Linked DNA regions of Zea mays: region 2 is linked to region 1. A link is a contact called in public Hi-C data. All regions are on one chromosome and are shown on one strand. The core of a region is the stretch at or near the end of the contact, and the rest is flanking DNA. Distances in the headings are between cores, read along the strand shown. Region 1 holds the start of LOC100501360. Region 2 has its middle 52 kb from the start of LOC103626730.

Region 1 (3,457 bases), core at 225-2,724:
GAACACTGCAATGCAGCAGAAATGTAAGCAAAAACAGCGGTAGGAAGTATTGGTGCTTTAACTCTAAAAAAAGGTATTGGTGCTCACCAAGGCCAAGAAAAGCGAGGATTAGCATCGCCGCCGCAACAACTATCAGAACCTTCCTTCTATATTGCATTAGATTGGAGCAGCAACAACAAGAAGACGATCAGGAGTGGAGTAATGCACAGTCAGGAACCAAACGAACGAACAAGGTGCGGTGGTCGATCGACCGATGGCGTACACTGTCTCCAGGGCGGCGCGGATCTTGGCGGCGTTGCTGGCCGTGCGGGCGGCGAGCTCGTCGGAGGCCGCGCCCACCTTGCGCACGACGTCGTCGATCCTCCCCTTGACGTCGTCGGGCAGCGCGACGGGCCCCACGCCGGCGGCCTTGGCGGTCTCCAGGAAGCCCGTGAAGCGCTGCAGGTTGGCCACCGTGTCGCCCGACTGCCGCACCACGTAGTCCACCGTCGCCACCGTGCTGCCGTGGAACCTGCCCTGCCCGTCGTACAGCACGGCGCAGCCGACACTGCGACGGAGAGAGACGGCGTCCGTCGAGGTGTTATTTCGTACGTATATCGGAGACGAATCGGATGTCGACGCGATCGGGGGAATTTGGTTGTACGTACGCTGCCGCGGCCGTGGCGACGAGGAGGAGCACGAGCGAGACGCACAGGCACGCGCGCGAGTACGCGTCGCCGGCGCCCGGGCAGCAGCAGAAGCAGCAGCCGGCGATGAACAGCCCAATGCCGAACACGACGAACCAGACAGCCGCCGCCGCGAACACCGGCGCCGCGGTGAAGCCGACGGACTGGAGGATCGACGATCGCGCGCGAGGCGTCGCCGGAACCAACAGCGAAATCGAGGATCATAACAATGGATAACCAAAAAACGATCGATCAAGATGGGATCTGGAAGGAGAACTCACGGCCCAGTAGTGCTCGTCGCTGATGTTCCACCCGCCGGTGTAGTACCTCAGCCCATCGAGCGGGTCCTTCCGCTGCGTCTGCTCCGCCGCGAGCAGGAACGACGACGAGTTCGCCCCGGCCCCCGCCGCTGCCGCTGGAGACGACGATCCCAACATCTCAACCAAAGTTACATATACGCAATCCGAATTCTCGTTCCACGCGTCAAAAGTTCAAAACACACCACGGCGATATCGACGGGAGAGGAGGAAAAAAGAAACATAATTTTCAAGAACCTCACCTGACGCATCGGCCGCGTACAAGGGCGCCGAGACGAGGAAGATCAGGACGAGGGGGATCGCGCGGCGCGCCGCCGCGGCCATGGCCACGGGAGGACGTGCGTTTCTGCTTGAGTCAGTTGGTTGTCGCAAGCGAGTCAACACGGCGTCAGTAGTCGGGGTTCGAACGGCCGACTGCGGAGGAGGACGCGGAGCCGTGGGCCACGGAAGGGAAAGGGAAACCTAGCTGGTGACCACTTGACAGTTTGGTTGGTGGGTGGAATGTTTTTTTCTTAAAAGCTTGCAGATTTGGGAACGAGGGGATGGAATGGATGAAGAAAACGACGAGGTGCTAGATAGATAGACTGCCACAGCCAAAGCTAAGCTTGCGTTACTACTCGCCAAGAAACGACCATGCATGACTCACAACTCGCAAGCGGTCGTCCATAAATCCGATGCGAATTTGAATCGCAATGGGGGGGGGGGGGGGGGGGGGGGGGTGTTCGCAGACGAGTTCAGTGCTTCGTCGTGGAGCATGTTTTTGGTGGAATGGTTGTTGCGCGCTCCGGGATTCATGACGCGGTTCGCGGCAGCCGGCGGGGCAATGTATGCACATTCTGGGGTTGACGTTTGCGTCCAAGGATCGTGTGCCGGCCCGCGCCATGTGAAGGAGAAGGACTAACATGACCTGCATTATTAATGCCAACAAATGCTAGTAAAATATACTTCGTTCGGAGGTTAGGTGTGAAAACTTGTTCGATACACCTATGCTACCACCACCGGACACGGATAGTGATTTTACTGTACAGACATATATTTTCAATCTTAATATGACGCTTAATATATAATAAGATGCATTCTGGTCCATTAGATCATAGTCTAATCATAAATGTAACCGTAGTTTATTAGAGTTTTTTTTATATATAAATCTAAGTAAGCGAGTGGTGTAAGGGTTTAAGTGTTAAATGTGATATAAGGTTGGACTAGGTATGTGCCCGTACAGGAGTAAAAAAATTGTATGAAACATAAATACGGAACGACAAACATCATTATGATATGCAAAGTCACTGTGACAAACATTATCAATATCGCACAAATTATTTCTAAAGAGTCAATATAGAATTTTTAATAACAGACAAATGTGTAGACAATTTTCATATGCGTCGTGATTGCATCTCCCGTTCAGGGTTGGTCTCAGGCGAGTCGTGACTGCGTCTCTCGCCCGAGGTTAGCCTCAGGCGAGTCGTGACTGCGTCTCCTGCAAGAGGTTGGCCTCGAGCGTGCCGTGACTGCGTCTCCCGCCCGAGGTGGCCTCGGGTGAGTCGTACCTGCGTCTCCCGTCCCGGGGGCTGGCCTCGGGTGTCACACCGGATTTAAGAGGCAAACCCGGGGGCGTCTCATATGTGTGCCAAAAAAGATCAACGCATACAATGACTCACTGTATAGAGACGAAGGTCACAAACTTTATTAGATAACAAAATGTCTTACATAATAACTGATAATAAATAAATCGAACTAATATTATTTCCTTGGCGCCATCAAGCTGAGTGGGAGACGACATCTAGACCTCGTCGAACTCGTTATAGTAGTCTTCCTCCGGTGGCACCTGCTCTTCACCTGGGGGGTTATCACTAGAGTGAGCTCACAAAAGTTCATCGCTCAAGAAGTGTGGGGGATAATGTGCATGAGCTCACTTACAGTGCGGGCTCATGTATAGTGTAAGGCTGATCAACAAATAATGGTTAAGGATGAGCGTTGCTTTTAATAAGTTGGTCAAATTTTATTAGCAGTTACTAAATATAAGTGTATACTGACTCAATAAAAATAAGAGATCCCATTATAATAAATCCAACAATGCAATGCATATGACAAATTAAGTTTAATTCCATAAGTTACTCATATGAGGGTCCGAGCCGCTCATGACCGTGAGCACGACTGATATACCAGTTTTACACTCTGTAGAGTTTGCACATCTTTACCCACAAGTTATGTTACCCATTTGTCAAGGGATCCTGAAAGGGAATTAGGCTTACACCTAGTCCCTAATTAATTTTGGTGGTTGAATTGCCCAACACAAATAATTGGACTAACTAGTTTGTCCAAGTGTATAGATTATACAGGTGTATAAGGTTCACACTCAGCCATTAAAAAGATCAAGTGTTGGGTTCAACAAAAGAGCAAAAGGGACAACCGAAGGCACCTCTGGTCTGGCGCACCGGACTGTCCGGTGTGCCACCGGACAGTGTCCGGTGCACC
Region 2 (3,234 bases), core at 482-2,981, 160 kb after region 1:
CTCCATTGTTCCCCCCAGTTGACCCTACTCTCTTCCACACTCCTGTGAGTATCAAAATTGTAGTTAGATGTTTGTAATGCATCTGGTATAACACATGCTATCTCTTCTCTGTGCAGGGCCAATCTGGGGCGGCATCCAACAACCCTCCGGAAGGGTTCAGCCCAACGCAACCCCGGCCAAACCGCCCACCTCCATGAGTCATTGTTTTAGACTTCAGAACTTATGTACAATACTTATGTTTCTGTTTGATACTTATGTGAGAGCTTGCGACGTTTGAGACTTATGTTTGTGTTTAATACTTGTGTTGAACACTTATGTTTGTGATGGATATTTATGTTTGTGGTCACGGTTTTATGTTTGTGCTGGCTATTTATGTTTGTGATGATATCTGTGATGTATATATGTGATATATATGTGATATCTTCTGTTTGTGTGGATGGAAAACAAAAAACAAATAAAAAAGGTACATACTGGTCACTTTGCCGAGTGTTACACTCGGCAAAGAGGCTCTTTGCCGAGTGTCTGGGTCATAACACTCGGCAAAGAGCACAGACCTGGGCACCGGCTTAGGTTCTTTGCCGAGTGTTATGTCGCTGGCACTCGGCAAAGAGGTCGGCTTTGCCGAGTGCCAATTGGGACACTCGGCAAAGAGCCTGACATGGGGACCCTCCCTGGCGGGCTCTTTGCCGAGTGTCCCAAATGGCACTCGGCAAAGATATCATCGTTGCCGAGTGTCACCGTTGACACTCGGCAAAGCCGCCGTCTCCGTCAACCGGCGCCGTAACGGTCACTTTTCTTTGCCGAGTGCTCCCTGACACTCGGCAAAGATATTTGCCGAGTGCCCGAGAAAAAGTACTCGGCAAAGAAGTCTTTGCCGATGCACTGTTTGCCGAGCCTTCTTTGCCGAGTGTTACACTCGGCAAAGCCTTTGCCGAGTGTTTTTAGGGCTTCGCCGAGTGCTTCCGGTACTCGGCGAAGCTATTGATTCCGGTAGTGACTAAATGAGTATGTTACTGTGAAGAATCAAGGATAACCTTAGGATTCTGAGAAATTTGTTTATCCGGATTCTCCCCCCGTGGGATTCAAATGCGTCGATGTCCACAAACTTGTACGTAACTTGAGGGGCAAAATTCAAATGGTGTTATTAGTACATTTGTTTGTTCACAAACTTGGTTTTGTTTTAATTTTCTTTGACAGAGTCAAGGGCTAGCCACCACATTAATTAATCGTCTATGTACACAGCTGGTCGCTGCACCTAATTTCGTGTAGCCTGGCAGTCAACATCGCAGCAATGCAAGTAGCTATAGTATTGGAACTCATAGCTCGTCGCGCCAAATTAAACTGTATGTATCCTTTACATATATGCATAAACAAAATAGCGTATTTCCTTGAACCGGAAGGCTAGCTGTTGCGTGTTGCCTCCTAAACGACACGACACGCGATTAGGTATACCGACACCGACGTACGTAACCATGTGCGTCGTTGCCCTCTCGCGCAGGCGTACGTGCAGTGCCCGTTCGTACGTTCCAGTGCAAAAGCCGTTTCGACGTCGACGCCACATCCAGGCGGTTTCCCGGCGCGGGGCTGTCTGCGCAGTGACCGGTCCACTCCACCGACGCACCAGCCGCCACGCAACGGCGAAGCAACGCGCGAGCTTCGGAGATGATGATCCATGCCATCGGCCCACAACAAGGCAGTCCGAAACGGCCCGCGAGGCAGGTCGGGTGGCCCACTGGCCCGGTGAGTACCCTTTGTCTAGGAACTACCGCGTCGGCTCGGGCCCTGGTGGGCTGTGGGCAAGCCGTATTTTTTGCCACTCAGCTGGGCTGCTTACAGGATTTAGATGGAACTGGTAAGGTGCCCGTTGTGATTCCTTACCCAAACCCAACCAGGCTCTATTATGCACCGGACGCGTCTACTACAGCTCTCCTGTATAATTCTTAGGGCCCTAGGACTCCTTTTTCTAGGCTACTTTAACAAATCTGTCACAAATTCTACGTGCTCCTTGTTTGGCTTCTCCGTGAAAAAAAGGAAAGACCTCTTTCCAAAACCCAGACGAAGCTAGGAGCGCAAAAAACAAGCTTCTGCCGTGGCTCTCGCGTTTTTTTCTCTCCCGTGGGTCCCACATTGCACACAAAAAAAGAAAGCTAACGAACAGGTTGTGCAAGTATTTTGAACCGCGAACGTACACGCTGCATGCGCGCGGTGCCGAATCTCTAATTACAGTTTTCATTTTTATTTATTTATTTATTTATTATTGTGTTATTTAATGTATCGGTAAATAATATATATAAGGGAGGGGAGCTGCTTTTCTAACCAAACAGGATGCTCTACTACAGGGACGGAGTCAGAAAAAAGTTTAGGAGGGACTGAACTAAATTGTTGTGTCGTCGTTTCGGACCCGGGTCCCTAGACCGACGAGTAAATTTGTCGAGATGGAACACAAGGGAGAAACGCGGCTCGTATTATCTTGCACTAGCGGGGTGTGCTCGTAGTAGGGGTTACAAGCGTTCGCGAGAGAGAGGGTGAGCCTGTTCGTTAGCTCGTTCCCCCGCGCGACCCTCTCGCATGAAGGCCCTGGACCTCCCTTTTATAGATGCAAGGAGAGGGTCCAGGTGTATAATGGGGGATGTAGCTTACATGCCAACGTGGTTGTCGGAGAGGTGCTAGAGCCCTGCGTACACGGTAACGTGGCCGTCGGAGAGGTGCCTAAGCCCTGTAGAAGCACAGCTGTCGGTGCTGCTGGGATCCTGTTGACGTCTCCTTGCTTCCGTAGGGGGCTGAGAACCACCATCGTCATGGACGCACACGGGGAGTCGTCATTACTTGTTACCGGGGCGAGCCAGATGTGACGCCGGTCTTGTTCCCCCGTAGCCTGAGCTAGCTAGGGGTAGGGTAATGATGTATCCCCCGTGGCGCGGTCGGTCCGAGCCCAAGGTCGGGCGAGGCGGAGATTTCTCCTGAGGCCGAGGCCGGGGTCGGGCGAGGACGCGATTCCTCCCGAGGCGAGGTTGAGGCCGAGCCCTGGGGTCGGGCGAGGCGGAGACCTCCTTCCGAGGCCGAGGTTGAGGCCGAGCCATAGGGTCGGGCGAGGCGGAGCTTCCTGTTACGCCCGAGGCCGAACTTGGCTGTTGTCAGTCTCACCCTGGTGGGTTGCACAGCAGTCGGAGCGGGGCGAGCGGCGCTGTCTTCCTGTTAGGTCGGTCAGTGAAAGGGCGAAGCGACTGCGGTCAC

Evidence for each region. A called contact is a pair of places that touch in the nucleus more often than the background predicts.
Region 2: a contact with region 1 is called in a Hi-C map of leaf, with 7 times the contacts expected there. The contact joins the enhancer-like site here to the promoter of LOC100501360 in region 1. A contact is called at or near these places in 2 of 25 Hi-C or Micro-C datasets (endosperm and leaf).

Annotation. Positions count from the first base shown.
Region 1 is chr5:97,193,443-97,196,899 of Zm-B73-REFERENCE-NAM-5.0, forward strand. It overlaps LOC100501360, which reads right to left and starts at 1,475. Exons shown (of 8, transcript NM_001196103.1): 1 at 1,225-1,475; 2 at 947-1,080; 3 at 648-829; 4 at 263-547; 5 at 88-146; 6 at 1-5. The coding sequence starts at 1,306.
Region 2 is chr5:97,349,805-97,353,038 of Zm-B73-REFERENCE-NAM-5.0, forward strand. No RefSeq gene overlaps it. Among protein-coding and RNA genes, the nearest start is that of LOC103626730, 52 kb to the right of the region's middle. Within about 2 kb of position 1,732, at least 17 of the 20 cell types and tissues checked have an H3K27ac peak or open chromatin away from gene starts, as enhancers often do. A contact at or near this core is called in endosperm and leaf, where this site is marked.